Regions from separate parts of the Mus musculus genome. Here region 2 is linked to region 1. The links are chromatin contacts, called in public Hi-C maps. All regions are on one chromosome and are shown on one strand. Each heading gives the region's core, a stretch centred on a gene start, on an enhancer-like site or on the middle of the called end of the contact. The rest is flanking DNA. Distances are from core to core; before and after follow the strand shown.

Evidence for each region. Hi-C and Micro-C count contacts between places; a contact is called where the count stands out from the background.
Region 2: a contact with region 1 is called in a Hi-C map of the G1E-ER4 cell line, with 2.0 times the contacts expected there. The contact joins the promoter of Sypl2 here to the promoter of Gstm6 in region 1. A contact is called at or near these places in 2 of 39 promoter capture datasets (the C10 cell line and stem cell-derived epiblast-like cells), 1 of 15 datasets of contacts at CTCF or cohesin (the NIH/3T3 cell line), 1 of 484 Hi-C or Micro-C datasets (the G1E-ER4 cell line), 2 of 115 datasets of contacts at active chromatin or transcription factors (bone marrow-derived macrophages and embryonic stem cells) and 1 of 9 other capture datasets (adipose tissue).

What each region holds. Positions count from the first base shown.
Region 1 is chr3:107,942,324-107,945,045 of GRCm38.p6, forward strand. It overlaps Gstm6 (glutathione S-transferase, mu 6), which reads right to left and starts at 1,411. Exons shown (of 8, transcript NM_008184.4): 1 at 1,275-1,411; 2 at 922-997; 3 at 379-443; 4 at 10-91. The coding sequence starts at 1,310.
Region 2 is chr3:108,225,194-108,227,893 of GRCm38.p6, forward strand. Sypl2 (synaptophysin-like 2) reads right to left here and starts at 1,406. Exons shown (of 6, transcript NM_008596.1): 1 at 1,171-1,406; 2 at 930-1,004. The coding sequence starts at 1,224.

The sequences.
Region 1 (2,722 bases), core at 161-2,660:
CCCACTCACACAGGTTGTGCTTCCGGCCAAGGTAGCGCAGGATGGCATTGCTCTGGGTGACCTTGTGTGACCCATCAATTAAGTAGGGCAGCTGGATGGACAAGCAGGGAAGGTCAGATGGGATATGAGGTCCCTCCATCCCTTCCCTGGGTGAGAGAAGACACAGGGCCTGGCACTCAGTGTGCCTGCCGTGGGAAGCCCTCCATGGGCACAGTGTGCACTGAATGAGAGAGCTGGGACACAGCCCATCACAGAACACTGTGCAGCCAGCAGGGATGGAGCAGGAGAGCAGAAACACTGATCCTAAACCCTCAGCCAGGCCAGGAGATGAGGTGAGATCACCATGTCTTCCCCAAACTTCCCCTTCACAGCACCTACATTGGGAAAGTCCAGGTCCAGCTTGAACTTGTCATTCAGCCACTGGCTTCTGTCATAGTCAGGAGCTGTGGTGGACAAGAGGATGTGAAAAGGACGTCACGACGTCTAAGCCCCCTTCACAAGAAGTCAAAGGCAGGACCCCTTGTGCAAGGAATATGCAGTCTGACCCAGTAAGTCTTTCCAACCAAAGCTGCACACTTGAATAGCACAGCTATGTAGTGAGTAAAAGCCAATCCAAGCCCAGGAGCTATTGAATGGCTATAGGCCTTTCAATGACTAACTAAGGCTTACAAAAGCACTAGGCCTGCAGTGCCTGTAGTGGGCAAACCTCACCCAATTACAGTCAGAATAGGGCCAGCATGTTACAACCATGATTCTATATTGACAACCAAAGCTGCACCCTCAAGGAAGTTTCTGGAAGGGATAAGCTCTGGGTTTGCCTGAAGGAGATCCACAAAGCTAAGAAACAGAGAGATAGATAGAAGCTGCTGGGCACCAGTGGACAGAAGTTGGGGAAGAGTGTGACCAGAAGAATGTCATTACCGTCCCCCATGGCGTATCTCTTCTCTTCATAGCCTGTTTCTGTGTATTCCAGGAGCAGGCGGATGGCGTGACCCAGCTGTGAGAGATAGTGGGTAACATAAGTCCGTTAGTGAAATCCTTCACCACCTCTAGGGACGCCTTTACACCTTTCACTAAGAAGAGAGGAAGGGAGGCGGGGGAGAGGGAGAAAGGCAGGGACAGAGTTTGGACTGGGGGGTGTGGCTCTGACAGAGAGGGGGAGGGGGGGTCAAGGAAAACCCGATGGGAATCTTCTTCGTGGAACCAAGCCTGTAGTCCCGCTTTGTGTTCTGACCCTGGGCCCTTCCCGCCTAGCAGCCCAACCTCCCACTCACTCCACGGATATCCCAATAACCCAGAGTCACGGGCATGATTGCTATTCCAGCCTCGAAGACTGTGCAGTCAGTCACTGGTCGGGAAAGACTCTGTAATGCTCAGCTGATGAGTCTGAGAACAGGTCCGGAGCTGCTCTGCCCCTCCCCAAAGGAACCAACCGTGGAACCATAAAGCCCAACCCACTGTAACAAGTAAAAGCCAATCTAATTCCAGGAGCTATCATCCGAAGGCGGGTCTGAGCTTTCAGATACCGAAGGCAGTGATTGATTGGCAGGCCTGCTTCCATCTGCCCCCTGCTGGATTCTCAGGAAGTTGGCAGTATCCCTGGAGACAGGCCAGCTAGGACCTGTTCTGCCCATCTCCTTTCCTGGTAGATCAGTTTTTCACACCTAGACTCTGGGAATCTGGGCTCAGATCTCAACATATGCATAAAAAGGCATTGCTTCAACCTGAGAGTCTGTTCTTGTACTCATGCTGGAAACAAGGGTTCTGCCAGTCTGACAAACTCCAGACTTCATTGTCCATACAACCTGGAGGTACAGGAGCAGTGAAATGGGAATGACCCAGGACAGGGCCAAACAGAAAAGCAAGCAGTCTCTGTATTTCTCTTGGGGGATCTGAGGCTGTCTCAATTCCTTTCTTATTGCTGTGACAAACACCATGATCAAGGCAGCTTGCATGGCCATCATGGTGAGGAACACAGTAGCAGGGGAGCAGGCAGGCATGGGGCTAGAGCAGTAGCTGAGAGCTCGCATCTATCTGACTCACAAGCAGGAGGCAGGGGAGAGAGAGAAGGAGGGAGGGATGGAGGGAGGGAAGGAGGGAGGGAGGTAGGAGAGGTAACTGGGAATTGCGTATGTTTTTGAAATCTCAAAGCCTACCCCAGTGACACACCTCCTCCAGCAAGGCCACACCTCCTAATCCTTCCCAAGCAGTTTCACCAACTGAGGACCAAGCACCCAACTGTATGAGCCTATAGGAGGTATTCTACAGGGTCATCAAGGTAGTGACTATATAAATTAATAGGCACTTTGGCCATACTTGAGAGCCAAATCCAAGAATCAAACACAGAGAGGCCTTGTGAAACTGAAAGAGTCCCACCACCATGGACAGAACCCCAAACTCAAAGGCACAGTAGCCTGGAGGGACCAGATACCTCTCCTGATTCTAAGGGACAACAGAATGCTGTCCGGAAAGGACCTTGAAGGACTCTGCAGAGGACCAAGTCCCTTAGAGTCGAATTCTCAGCTATCTAACTCATTTCAGCCCTGGCCGCAGCTCCTGGCTTTTGTGTATCTGGGCATAAGAGGGTTGCTCAATGTCCTTCATCATGGCACCTGTGGTTAAAACTCACAGACAAAATCCTACCAATGTCAGAGAGCCCCGGTTCCCTTTAATCAGATTCTTAGCATCAGTGATAAATGAGTTTGAAAACAGACTTGAGGGG
Region 2 (2,700 bases), core at 156-2,655, 280 kb after region 1:
AAATGTTCCCCAAATCTTTATGATTTGAAATGCTGGCTGCATCTCAAGGACCAGTGAAACAAGCCAGTATTCCCACTAGACCAGAGAAGGGGAAACTGAGGCCATGGGCCGGTGAATGTTTCAAGGTCACAGGGTAAATCTAATATTGAGCTATACTCTAGAATGCTGACAGGCATTTGATCCATGTTTGACTAATGTTGGAAACTAGTGTCCAGAGAAGTGACTTGTCCAAGGTCATAGAGCTGAGACAGGTAGCTCTAGGCCTGCAACCTACCATCCCTCCTTCCCGGCTCAATGTTCTGTTATGCCAGCTGTCACATTTTCTTCTGTCTTAATTGGTTTTTTTATGTAATCATTGGATTGGGAAACTGTTCATTCATCCATCCATTTCTTTACTCGGTTACAGTTTCCCAAATTGCTCCAGTGACTTCAGCTGGTAGTCTGTCTCCTGAGTCCACCCCAGGGATCATCCAGGTCCTAGAAGGTTCCAGGCAGGATGGTTTCTGTAACCCATTTCCTTTCCTGGTGCCTTTAGTAGTAGCGTTGTTCTCACTGCAAAGTGGACCTTACCCTCCTTGTCCTCCTCACCCCTCCCGCCACTGAAGAGTGGTATGTGCAGGATCAGAGTTCTGGAAAGGTTACACCCGGGTCTTCTCGTCCGAGTGAAATGTGAGCGCCCTGGGCAAAGGCGCCTTGCACATAGAAGGTCCGAATCCGGGACTCCGCATGCCGGGCTCCTCTCCCTCCTTCCACCGAGCGCTGGAGCAGCAACCCTGGTTCTCCCCTCCCCCGCCCACCTGTCGCCACCCCCCACCCTTCCGCGGTGGCTGGGCCCGCTGCATCTCCCCAGCCTCCTCCGGGGCCACATTGCTTCGGGTCCGCGTCACAATCCAGGCTCCCGAAATAGCCCGGGGTTAGGGCCGACTCACCCACTGGAGAACTTTGATGAAGCCCAGCGGCTCCTCCAGGCGCTGCCAGCGCAGCCCCAGGAGCAGGCGGTCCACCTGCGGAGACAAAGCCAGCAGACGGTCAAGGCGGGCCGGCCCGGAGGGAAAGCGTGGGGCTTTCTATTCACATTGCGGGGGCGGGAGAGACGGAATCAGACACATTCGGGACATCTAGGTAGACAGGGACTAGCGAGAGTCCACAGGCCGGGTACTCGGGGCTTACCTGCTGGCGCGGAGACTTGTCCGAGGTGCGGCCGGGGCTCTCCGTCGAGGACATGCTGGCGCGTCGGGGCGCAGTGCAAGGGTTCGACTCCCTGGCCGGGAGGCTGCGTGGGGCGCGGGGGCGCTGGGGGCGGCGGGCTCGAGGCCGTGGGCAGGCCGGGCTCCAGGCTGGCGGGCTGGGTCGTGGGGGCGCTGCTGCTCGCGCTCTCGGAGGCTCTGTCCGCCGCGCTGCCCCGCCGGCTGCAGAAAACCCCCGAGTCCGATTCAAACTTCTGTCAAACAATCTGGCGGACTTGGCAGCCGAGTCACGTGGCGTGCGATCGCGAACCCTGCTCCCGCCCCTTGCTCTCCCCTTTTTCCGCGCGTAGGGCGCCTTAAAGGGACCTGTGGAGCCTGCTAGCCGTCGGGCTGCCAGAAGGCTCCGGGGTTTTTGCCAGAAGCTTCCAGGATGGGTCCCCACTAGAACAGCCCAGCTGCTTCAACGCCACGGCCAAGGTCAGGAACCTACACGGGATGCGTGGGCTCTAGTGCAGCTTTCCCGATTTTCCTGGGTTCTGTGGAAGGGTTTTCTTCTACAAATACCGTAGTGACTAGAGCACACAAGATTTACCTAAGGCATTCTTAGTGCTTCTGCTGCTGTAACAACGGCGCTCCACCAGCCAGAACAAAGAACTGAACTTTTACTTCGCATCAGACACGGTCTTACTTTTTAACAACAAACAGCGTTTGGATGTTAATGAGTTTTAAAGTTATCAAACTTTAAAAAGTAAGAATTCGATCTCCTTTTAACCGCCAACACTATTTAAATGAGAATGAAGTCTCGGAGGAGCCGTGGGAGTGGAGATTAGCGTTTGTATTGAAAACTAGGCAGAGTTGCAGTTTGATTGACTTTGAATGGGCCTAATTTTCGAAAAGTGTTCTGCGGTAGCCGGAAGTGAGCAGTTGCTAGTATTACACATTAGGTTTACAAGGAGTGGAAATCTAGGTAGTTAAAGATGACTTCATTTACCCAAAGAAGCTGAATGAGCCAATGGGCGGGCCCAGGAGGAAACCAGCCTTCCTTCTTTGCTCTTAACTCTCGTCCATCAAAGTCATTTCTTTGATGATCTGCCACTATGCTTCCAGCATTTCAAAACCAATGCTTTTTGATTAAATGTTCTGCTGTTATTTATACAATCCAGCCATTGGATAAATGTCTTCCCAAACCTGGCCATGAGTGTGTGGGGAGGCAACCAGCTAAGGCTGGAGTTGAAGGAAACTTCTGCCATGGAATTACATGCAAATTTGGGCTAAATAAGGAATTGCTGAGTCCACAGATATGCCCGTAATAAATCATGGGGACAGGAGAAATGGTTCAGCAGTTAGGAACATTGCTTTCTCAGAAAACCATGGTTTGGCTCCTGGAACTCACATGGCACCTCACACACATCTGCAATTCCACTTCTAGGCTATTCATGGCCCCATTTGGCCCCTGGACACCAGGCTTACACATCAGATGCACATACACGCCTCAGGCAAACACTCACATACA